2 separate regions of the Mus musculus genome follow, and region 2 is linked to region 1. Evidence: chromatin contacts called from public ChIA-PET data. All regions are on one chromosome and are shown on one strand. Each heading gives the region's core, a stretch centred on a gene start, on an enhancer-like site or on the middle of the called end of the contact. The rest is flanking DNA. Distances are from core to core; before and after follow the strand shown.

The links. ChIA-PET counts read pairs in DNA pulled down with a chosen protein or histone mark.
Region 2: an RNA polymerase II ChIA-PET map of effector CD8 T cells shows a contact between it and region 1, with 54 read pairs. The contact joins the enhancer-like site here to the promoter of Lrrc8b in region 1. A contact is called at or near these places in 10 of 39 promoter capture datasets (the 3T3-L1 cell line, the C10 cell line, the HPC-7 cell line and 5 more), 2 of 15 datasets of contacts at CTCF or cohesin (CD8 T cells and large pre-B cells), 6 of 484 Hi-C or Micro-C datasets (bone marrow-derived macrophages, embryonic stem cells, nephron progenitors and 2 more), 12 of 115 datasets of contacts at active chromatin or transcription factors (bone marrow-derived macrophages, cardiomyocytes, craniofacial prominence and 8 more) and 4 of 9 other capture datasets (adipose tissue, liver, macrophages and 1 more).

The regions. Positions count from the first base shown.
Region 1 is chr5:105,413,523-105,419,043 of GRCm38.p6, reverse strand. Lrrc8b (leucine rich repeat containing 8 family, member B) reads right to left here and starts at 3,269. Exons shown (of 5, transcript NM_001033550.3): 1 at 3,132-3,269. 4930542N06Rik (a long non-coding RNA gene) reads left to right here and starts at 3,868. Exons shown (of 2, transcript XR_389449.3): 1 at 3,868-4,792. Gm32051 (a long non-coding RNA gene) reads right to left here. Exons shown (of 2, transcript XR_389452.2): 2 at 5,122-5,521.
Region 2 is chr5:105,612,635-105,618,533 of GRCm38.p6, reverse strand. It overlaps a transcript of Lrrc8c not described here. Among named protein-coding and RNA genes, the nearest start is that of Gm32230, 28 kb to the left of the region's middle. Within about 2 kb of position 2,288, at least 50 of the 459 cell types and tissues checked have an H3K27ac peak or open chromatin away from gene starts, as enhancers often do. A contact at or near this core is called in CD8 T cells, effector CD8 T cells, memory CD8 T cells and 1 more, where this site is marked.

The DNA.
Region 1 (5,521 bases), core at 2,020-4,519:
GGTTGAAGAATTCTGACGGCTAATTTGTAAGAAGTCTTGTGTGTGGTGGGGGAATGTTTCAAGAGACCGCAAAAGGACTTGAAGAGAGAAAATAAGGAAGGTTCAGACGTGCTCTTAATTTTGCACACACAGAATAAAGAACAATGACGCCTAACACAAAGAATTCAGTCTCCACCAGAGACAAAAGCAAAAATCTCAGCACTGGAAACAAGGAAAACAGCAGTGCTCTGGGCAGCTCCCGCGCCTAAGGACAGGCATGGTGGAGAGACACTGTGCAAATGTGTCACACACACAGATAGGAAAGAGCACAGAGTGGTCAGGATTCAAAGAAGCAATAGATGCACTTCAAATACAGAGTCTGGAAAGGGACAAGGACAATCACATGACCCTTATCAAAGGCAGCGTGAAGGTCAGCAAGTAAAGAAAAAGGTCAAGGTTGAAGCCGGGTGCCCATTTTAGTCCCTTTACTCTTTCACAACAGCGACGAAGGAGGGCATTTAAATGGTGTTGCAACTGGGTAGAAGTCTAAGGAAAGTGAAGTCACAGGAGAGGGAGTTTACTGTATCTTGTTGCTCAATTTCTAAACGAATAGCAATGGCAGGAGTGTGGAGGGGGCCGTGGAGTGAGGCAGGTTGCACCGAGGATCAGTCCTAATGATCCAGAAGCAGAAAAACTGGTTATTGCGTCTGCTATAGGACTGTTTTGCAGAGAGAACTAAATCAATGACGGTGTGAGGGAGTGTAGATAACACAGCCGCGGGACAGGGAGACGGCTCAGCAGGGAAAACAGGAGTCAGAGCACCTGAACCCACACGGGTAGAAGAGACACCAAAAAGTTCCCTTCTGGCCTCTGTATGTGTGCTGTAGCGTTCCAGGGCCTGCACGCACACACCACACATGAACAGTAATAATACATTTTTTAAAAAAGAGAGAGAATACAGTTGCAACAGACAGAAAGTAGGCAACAGCAAGAAGGCAGCAAGTATAAAGATGAATGAGAGACACGGATCCGGGGTAGTGTACAACTATGTTAGGGAAACCTACAGCACTGGGCTTCTGTGGTTCCTCCAGGTGGTCACAGACCCACGCTGCCTGCTTGTATACCAGTGCTCTGGGATTCTCAGGAGCGTGTTTTACAACAAGCCAAGCAACCATCCACCAATGTTGAGAATCCCAGCGTGATCAGAACACATCCATCCATTCCTGATCACACCCCAAGGGCAACTGATGCTGGGAGAGAGAAGTGAAAAGAAAATGAAAACTTACCTTGAAAGACCCTCAACCAAAGATCAGCTAGCTATTGGATCTTACACTGGCAGTTAAAAATGAATGCCAACACGAACATAAAAATTTCAAAAGCAAAATTCACAAGGTGAAGATGTTTGAAAAGCGAATCCTAAGTTTTAAAACCTTTTCCCTTTTCAAATGCAGAAGAGAGACCAAAAAGACAAAGGACGGGTCATTGAGGGGAAATGCCCTACACGGTCATCTAAAAACACTTGTGTCCCTTCCAAACGTTACTGTTTAGAGCTACTTCTTAATTCAGGTGGATGTTTTCATCCTGAGGATTCTGGGAATCAGAATATCAGCGGGGACAGAGGTGGGGACAGGCCAACTGGACCTAAAGATAAATCCCAACGTGTCAAATACAGCCACTCACAATGTGAGCCCGTGCACTTTAGGTGTGTTGTGACAGCCTTCTGATCAGAAAGCACAGGAGTTTCAAGGAAGTCAACCGAATCCTAACGAGAAGATTACATTTCCCCCACCTGGGGAACTAGGCATAAGAAAGTCAGCATGACTCAAGGTGTGCTCATTGACAACTTGGCTTCTCCAAGCCCCATTTTTAGCTCAGAGCAGCACCAGGCATGTTAGGGCTTCAGGTTTTTAAATCGCTCAGGCCTCATTACCTGGGGGATTAACTATAGTTTTCTTATTCTTGTCAAGAACAGACCTGATCACGAGGAAGGCTCGGGGCAATAGAAAAGTGACATTGGCATCCGCAGCTCAGAACACAGTACTGTGCCTTCTTAGGAAGCGGGATTTGTTCATTTTGAGTGTACTGACACTGTAGTACACTCTCCCATATATACTTCAGTCATACATTTAGGCAAAAAACACAGATGTCCTGGAAAGCAGTTATTGTTACTATTATCATTGTCATATGCAACAGTAGTAGTACTTTGGAGGGCACTGAAGCCCCAACCTTGCCTTTGCTAAGCCTGTTGGGGCTACACTCTCAGTCTCTAATTTCTTAACGGACACTGAACAAATTATCTAAATTGGTTTCACATTTACGATATTTTAAACGTTCTCTCTTATTTTTATATAGCAGTTGTTTTTGTTTTGTTTTGTTTTGTTTTTTCCTGTTAAGTTCTCAGACAAGACCAGAATGTATTCAAGAAGTCCATACGCTGGTATTGACTTTTAAATTTAGGTTTGTCCTCTGGGGTGGGGGTGCAAAGGGATCCTAGTGGTAGTTTTTCTAACCACACATCAAAGTCTTCCACAAACACATGACTATAAGCAACCTACGGACTTTGGGAAGTCAGTTGAGGACACGGATTACCGAGCCTCTTCCTTCTGACCTGTCAGCACCTGCAACCTAGGAGGAGGAACCACCGAGTCTTTAAATGGAAATCAGTTGACCCCTTCCAGCTCAAACGCTAAAATCACAGCTGTAGGCCAGTAAATACCCCAGAGCATAAAATGTCGACAGGAGGCTCCAGGGCAGGGGGCAAACGGCGGGGACCTGGTGTGGACCCCCTCGAGCGAGCGCCTTCACTTAAGGGGAGACCAGGGTGGAGAGGGAGGGCCTTTCCCTTCGGGGGCGGGGAGGGGGGTGGTGGATACACAGGTGCGTGTTCAGCCGTAGGGACAACGAAGGCACCGCCTGGGCGCGGCCGCCCCCTCCTCTCGCCCCATCTGACCCCAACATCCAGGAGAGGTGCCCGCAAGGGACCGCGCCCTCCTTCCCCCGGGGGCGTGGGAGCCGGGCGACCGCGGCTTAGCAGGTGACTGTGCCACCTGCCCGCAGCGGGAGACCCAGGTGAGGCGCCGCCAGGTAACAGCACCTGCCCTGCCGCCCCCACCTGCTGCTGCGCTCCCCCTTCCCCCGCCGTCCCCGCCTACCTTCGTGTCGGAGCCCCCAGGCCCGCGCTGCCCGGCCGGCCGGGGCGAGCCGAGCGGCCGGCGCCCGCACTCCGGCGGCTGCGGCTCAGCGGGAAGCCCCGGCGCTGCCCGGCTCGCCGCCCCGGAGCCGCTCCATTGTGACGCGGCGCGCGCGGCCGGCCAATGGGCGCGCGGCGGCGCGAACCGCTGACTAAGTTCGCGCGCGGAGGAGGAGCGGAGCGCGCGGGCTGCGCAGGCTGCGCAGGCGGGAGCCGGGGACGCGCAGCGCCGCCTCCGAGCCGCCCTTACCCGGATCGCTCCGCCACCCGGCCCGAGAGTCCACCCGGCCTTGGGACGAACCGCGGGGGCCGGTGACTCACCCTCCTGCTGCACACAAAGCGCAGCTGCCACCTCCCGGAGCCAACGCCATGCGGCCGCCCGGATGCACTCGCCCAGCCTGGCATCCGCGGTGCATGGCAGCCACACGCCTCGCCAGGAGCTGGGGCTGCATTCCAGAAACCCAGGAGCCGGGCCTTATGGCCGTTCCCCAGGCGCTCCACCCCAGCAGAAGACCCCTGCCTTCTCACGTGTGCACCCCTGAGAAACTTGTTATTGACACAACTTACTCTACCAGGAAGGGTGGGGTGTGCCGCGCAGAGCCTGCCTTAGTGAAGTCCCTTTAACGCTCTTTAAGTCGAGTGACTGGAAAGGTTGTAGGGCCCCTGGGAAGGAGGAGAAACTAAGCAGCTTCTGGGCCTCCAATACCATCTTTTTCTTTCCAGTGTCTTTATCTTCAGCGTGAGGTGACAAGATAGAGGGAGTACACATAATAGTATTTCATTGAGGATGGTCACCTGTCCCCCATCCACATTCTTCTCCTGTTAATGGCCCTGTATTTGAAGAGTAACAGTGTGCCTTGCAAGTTAAGCAAAAATTTAATCCAAATTCAGAACTCTGGGCTATTTAATAGTTCTATCCTCCTCCTCGAATCTTTAACTCCCCCACACCCTCCCTGTTCTGTTTTAAGCTCAGTCTTTGTCCAGGTTATTTCTAGCACAAGGATTCAATTCAGCAAGATTTGTATCTCTTAGTTGCTATGGTGTTCCCATCCCTAGGTAACAAAACACTCCCAGAGGAGTAAAAGAAGACAGCATTTGAGTCACCTGATCAGTTGGGCACCCAATACCTCCACACACTACGAAGGTGTGGAAGACTGCGCTGTATCCAGTAGCGACCAGTCATATCAGAACTCCAGCCCGAACTGCCCTGGAAGTCACTGCTATACCCGGTCCTTGTCCAATTCACTCTGAGTGGCAGTTGCATTGAGTCTGAAGCAAACATTGAAAACACTGTGAGGACTAACGGCTCCACAGCTAAGAGCACAGACTGTTCTTGCAGAAGACCAGAATTCTGTTCACAGCTGCCGACAACTCCAGCTCCAAACGTTCTGACACCCTCTTCTGGCCTCCAAAGGCATCCACACATATATGCACCTACATATATGTGCTCCCACACACATGTGCACCTACATATATGTGCTCCCCCGCACACGTGCACCCACATACGTGGCACACACACTGCACACACACACATCTTTTTTTTTTAATTCTTTCATTTGAACATACAACATATTGTCATTAAATTGTGTGTATGACCTTGTGTACACATTTGTAATTCTAGATGTAAGTATGGCCCTCAAACTGCTTACCACCTGGACAAAGAGGTGTTTGTTTTTTTATTTTCTTGTTAAGATTTGTATTTTTATGTGAGCATACTGTAGCTGTCTTCAGACACACCAGAAGAGGGCATCCAATCCTGTTAGAGATGATTTTGAGCCACCACGTGGTTGTTGGGAATTGAACTCAGGACCTCTGGAAAAGCAGTGTTCTTAACCACTGAACCATCTCTCCAGCCCCCAGACAAAGAGTTTTTTAAGTATCAGTTTGAGGGGGAAAAGTAAGTGCTGTAATAGAATCAGAGTATTCTAACATTATAAGCTGGACGTTTCTGATTTTTTTCTTGGCTTAATGTTTGAGAAGGGACATTTCCTCCTCCAAGACCCTAATAATGTTTTCTGTCACAACAACATGGCTGCTTGTGTGACTTTGGGGAAGTTACTTAACCCTTTGTGTCCTCGTCTCTACAGCCAGAGATTATAAGCTTGGTGGTCAGTTTAAATTCAATGGGGATGCATATTAAAATCGGCTTCCTTGTTTGTAGCTCAACCTATCAATAGGAAGCAACGGAGATCAAGTTCATTCAAAATGTGTTACGTCTGGCAAACCCCACAGATGTAGCTGTTAAATGTGATTGCTGTTAATACATTCCTAATTTTCATCAGCAAATGATGGCAGTTCTTATTACGACAGTTGTAGGAGCCAGATAGAGGACTTTGTACTGCTCTGGAAACT
Region 2 (5,899 bases), core at 1,039-3,538, 200 kb before region 1:
GGCAAATGGCAGAACCAGGGTAAAGATACCTCGACACCATGGGATTCTAGTGCCAGCCATCAAGTCCTGCCAGACAAGGAGCTATCACTGAGAGCTATAAATTTTGCTCAAAGTTCTTACTTACAGAGAACGAGAGTCATAAAATAGTTTCTTTATGCTGTGAAGTTTTGGACTGGTTTACTGTAGGGATACAGATACACATTAATATCTGTTAATTATGACAGATATAAAACCAGGAGCCACATGTGTTCCTGAGTCTCCTTAAAATACTTCTGTGGAGATCTAGAGGTCTATATTTAAAATAAGGCATATTATTTATTTTTACTTATTTATATATTTTTATTTTATATGCATTGGTGTTTTGCCCACATGTATGCTGTGTGAGGGTGCCAGATCCTCTGGAACTAGACTTATAGATAGTTGTGAGCCACCACGTGGTACTGGGAATTGAACCTCGGTCCTCTAAAAGAGCAGCCAGTACTCCTAATCACTGTGCTATCTTTCTACCCCCTATTTTTATCTTTTAACTATGTATAACTGTGTAGGAATATGTGCACATGAGTACTGTTGGCTAAGAAGGCCAGAAGAGTGAGTCAGATCCCTTTGAACTGGTGTTACAGGCAGCCGTGAGTTGCTGAGTCTGATGAACACACTTTTACCTGCAGAGCCATAACACTACTTGAAAACTTTTGGACTAGCCAGTCTTCAAGGACCTAACTCCTATTTCTAATAAGCCCAGATCAGGATAGATTTGCCTATATAGAAAACTATCTAATGCTGCTTCATAGATTCAAATTTGTCTGTACCCCTCCCAGGTGTTGGAGTCCAGGCTCTCCTTACCTAAATGGCTCTCCTTAGATCTAGTGTAAGATCCTATATGAAAACAGTGTTTGCAGAAACCTAATAATGTGTAACGTTTAGTTTAATTGTCAAGCAGACTTCATAGAGGGTCACTTGTGAAGTAATTCTAAGTGAGGGATGGCTTATATCAGGTTGGCTTGTGGGCATGCCTGTAGGAGATTGTCTTGATTACCTTAGTTAATGTGAGGAGACTCAGTTCACTGTGAGAAGCACAATTCCCTAGGTAGGGGGCTATGAACTGTGTAAGAGAGGAGAAAAAGCAAGCTGTTGAGCATCATCTGAGGAACAACTATTCTCAACTCTTGAGCACAGATACGATGTGACTGTTTTAGGTTCCTACTGCCTATCTGGAGTCATGAGCTAAAATAAATACTTTTCCTCTTAGACTCTTTTTAAAATTTAATTTTTGTTTTTTGAGACAGGGTTTCTCTGTATAGCCCTGGCTGTCCTGGAACTCACTCTGTAGACCAGGCTGGCCTTGAAATCAGAAATCTGCCTGTCTCTGCCTCCCAAGTGCTGGGATTAAAGGCGTGTGCCACCACTGCCCGGCAACATTTAATTTTTTAAATACAGTGTCTCATTATGTAACCTTGGCTGGTCTGGAACTCTCTATGCAGACTATATAAAGATCTGCCCACCTCTGCTTCTGGAGTGCTAGGATTACCAGCATGTCTGGCTCTTCAGATGTTTTTTTGTCAGGGTATATTTTTCATATTCACATTAATACAATAGATCCTTGCAAAAAGGGAAACTTTGGACATGGATGTTGATGCATACAGAAACAGTAGGAAAGAGGAAGGTTGGGGGGGGGGACTCATTTATAGGTCAAGGGTCACCAAGGGCTTCTTGCAAAGCACGACGTCCTCACCAGCCCTCAGGAACACATCCGGGTTGCTGATGCTCCTGAGCAGAACTGAAAGTCTGGTAGCAGTAGTGTGCATCTCCACAGTCCCTGAAGCAGGAGCTTAAAGCTGAGCTCAAAGCCAGCGGGGGTGGGGTAGGGGGCTACACAACAAGAGACTTTCTCAACCCAAAACCAAAAGTAGGACCAAGAGACTGCGATGTTAATTTTTCTTTCTTTCTTTCTTTCTTTCTTTCTTTCTTTCTTTCTTTCTTTCTTTCTTTCTTTCTTTCTTTTTTTTTAATTGGAAATTGGTTCTTCTGTCATAGAATACATCCTGACCTCCACTCCTCCTGGCCCCCTCCGCCGCACCTCCACTCCCTCGCTGTCTCTTCTTCAAGAAAGATCAGGCCTCTAAGAGAGAGGACAAATAGGACAAAACAGGATATAATCGGAGGAAGCTAAATCCTTCATAGTGAAACTAAACAAGGCAACCCAATAGGAGAAAGAGAGCAGATAGAAGAGTCACAGACACCGACTTCTACACACACAGGTGTTAGGGGCGTTACAAACACAGGCACAGTCTTGGTGCAGAGCCCTGATGCCCCCCCTCCCCCCTCCCGTGCTTGCCCCTGCAGTCTCTGTGAACCCACAGGGGCCCTGCTTAGTTGATTCAGTGGGCTGAGTTCTCCTGGTGTCTCCATCCTCTCTGACTCCTACAACCTTTCCACCCCCTCTTCTGTGGGGTTCCCCAATCTGTGAAGGGACCTGATGGAGACCCCCCAATTTAGGTTCTCTCTCCGTGGGGTTAAATTTCTATTTCTGCCTCTTAGTTTGTGTTCCTTCATTGTGGCAACTTTAAGAACCTCACTGGAGAGGGAGCTTGAGCAGAGCAGGATAGAGGACCTCATCCCGGCCTCTGATTGAGGGAGCAGAACTGATGGAGCCCACCTGGTAGGAGCTGTAATGGTGAGCGCCGGCTGCCACAGGTAGCTTTAGGTAGCTTTAGGTTTGGTTTCTGCACCCCCTGGACCTCCGATCTCGGAAATAGAACGGGTCCTGAAATCACCCCAATAAAGCTAAGAGTGGTCCTAGTCACAATGCATATTTAAACTGTTAAAAAGAAATTAAAATAAGTCTTAAACCCTTAAAAAATATATCCCAGTTTGTTCCATAGGCTCTGGCCAGTTCATTAACTTTTTTTGGTATGTTTTTTCCTTCTCCCTGTGCACACTGGAAATACTCAGGACGCCAAAGAGTTTAAAACCACTTTTAGGCGAGAACACAGCAGTGTGGCCATCGCTACCAAAACTGACCTGGTAGAGCTTTCAGAGTTACTTTTAGATGATTTTGGTTTGGGGACAAGGTTTTGCTATTAAATAGCTCAGGCCAGTTTCAAACGTGGGATCCTCCTGCCTCTCTTTTCTGAATGCTGAGTTTAGAGGTGTGAACCATCACGACCAGCCTTTTAACTTTATAACTTTATCCTATTTGTTTATTTGACTTTTGTTTTTTTATACAGGATCTTGGTCATTTCTAAAACCGAAGTGGTGAGTAGACGGTTCTGAGTTAGATCATGTGACATTTAGCTGTTTCAGTGTGCTGGAGACTTGTTTTTATTCCTTAGAGACTGGCAGAATAGGAGATCATCTATTAGCAAGTGGCAGTAGTAGTTTCCCTGACCCACACCAAAGCTTGTTTGGTTAAATTAGGTATTTAACTCCTCTGGTAGTATTTACCATGTTATCTGATACTATTGTTTCTTTGACTGGTTACTTAGACTGAAAGTTTCATGCAGGTAAGGGTTCAGATGGAGTTGTGTCTGTGTATCCACTCTAAAAATAGAATCTAGCTTTCATTTTTAGTGTGGATGCACAGACCTAAGGGCCACCAACATCCTGTTATTTCTTGATGTGTAAACGATGAGGTCCATTGCCAGGCTGACTCTATTGTTGAGGCTCACAGTGCTACTTCCAGGAAAGGTTCGGAGTCACACCACAGAGTAGGGGTCCTGGAGTGGGCTGATAAAAACAAATTGGTTCTCTGCTAAAACGTTCACAGAAAAGCCCCATGACATAAACATTTTAAGACTGCTCTACATGGCGGCTTCTTTTTTTTTTTTTTTTTTTTTTTTTGGTGTTTTCGAGACAGGGTTTCTCTGTGTAGCCCTGGCTGTCCTGAAACTCACTTTGTAGACCAGGCTGGCCTCGAACTCAGAAATCCTCCTGCCTCTGCCTCCCACGCGCTGGGATTAAAGGCGTGCGGCACCACGCCCAGCTTTTTGCTTTTTTTTTTTTTTTTTTTCCTACATGGCTTCTTACATATTTGTTGAGACTGACTACCCCGTGAAGGATTTTTCATCAGGAAGTTTAAATCACTAAGGAATTGTGCCGATTACTTCTCTCATTGCTGAGATAAAACACCCAGTGAAAACAACTCCCGGGGAAGGAGAAAAGGTTTGGTTTGGCTTTACAGTTCCAGGGGGTGCAGTTTGCCACAGCAGGGAAGTCACAGCCACCAGAGCATGGGGTGCGGGTGGCTGTGCATCCAGTCAGAGAGCAGAGGGAGATGTGTGCTGGCCCTCAGCTCGGCTTATCCCTTTGTTCAGTCTGACCCTCCAGCCCTGACATTGGTTCTGTATGGCTTTAGGGTAAATCTTCCTGCCCCAATTAACCTCATCTGGAAAGCCCCTCCCAGTCAGGCACAAGGCTTTGTTTCCATGGTGATTCTAAACCCAGGCAGATAGACATCAGGAGTATTGTAGAATCACAACCTAGGCAGACAACTCAGTGGTACAAATACGAGTTGCCAACTCTCTCGCATACATTTTATCATTTATGTCTCAATGTACTAATTAATCTCAAAGTTAATCCTTGGGTTAACTCAGCCTAAGAAAGATGCCTAAAGCCACCCAAATGTCACTGAGAATATAATATTAACAAAATCACCCATGCTGTCTGTGTGAAATTATAACAGAACTCCCAACCCCTCACAATTCAGGGAAGGAAAGTCGAGCTTCTATTCTATCAGACTCACTTCTTGGAAGCTCATTTTTTAGGTTGTAACTGTGGTTTAAATATAGAATGCAAAATGTACATGTGAATCTTTTTCCCTCAAGATCTATATTCCTGAAACTTGTAATAAGATCCAAACACTTACTTTAAAATTTATTTGCTTATTTAATTTTGAGACAGGGTCTTGCTCTGAAGCTGGACGTGGCCTTGAACTCATAACCTCCTGTCTTAATTTTCCAGTCAGATCACATAAGTACATATAAGTAAGCCATAATGCCTGGTTTCAAACACAGTAATAGTGTATGTCTGGATGTAAGTTGATTTAAAATAAAATTAATTCTACAATGAATAAAAAAGAGAGAGTTCATGTTTTGCTTGTTTCTGGAATCTCTGAACCATCAGAATGGCCCACAGGCTGAGAACCGCTGAATTAGAGGATGCCTCTCTGGATGCCCAGGATTGTTCTTACTCCTTTAAGTAACTACCGTTATTATCATAAGGGTATTTAATGAAGGTTGAGCTGGATAGCCATTGTACAATCTGATTTGGCAAACGTACAAAAACCGTACTCCAGATTATACATTAACTCAGTAATTACACAAATGAAACTCCTGGGACACCTTGTGTAGACGCAGGACAGTGGATTCAGGAAGGAAACAATTCGTTACAATGATAAAAACTAGCTCCCATGGTAAAGAGCAAACGAGCCTATTTCCTGCAGCCCAGAGAACCTTAGTAACGGCCTAAGAACAAAAGATACGCAAGATTTCTAAAAGTAAGAAAGGATGGGTCCCAAAGATATGTTACAAAAATGACTTTATTTATTTTTGTTCCTATACACCACACAGCGAGATAACACTAAGACGTTTCCTTTCATGAACATGTATTCTGACAAATCAACGATCAGTCCTTTTTCTCGGCAGTCCAAGAAGTTTGCCAGCACTTGACAATCTGAATGCACATGAACATAGTAAACAAATGCAAACCAAACACCAGCAAGCACATAAGGCATGGGGTGTCAACCCCAAAGAGCAGTGTGGCAGGGGACCGAAGACACAAACGAATCTAACTATAAACCACGCAGGCCAGGTGTGCAGTAAACACCTGTAATCCAGTGTCCAGGAAGCCGGGGCAAGAGGCTCTCAAGTTTAAGGTCAGCCTAGGTTTGGCTCAAAAACCAAAC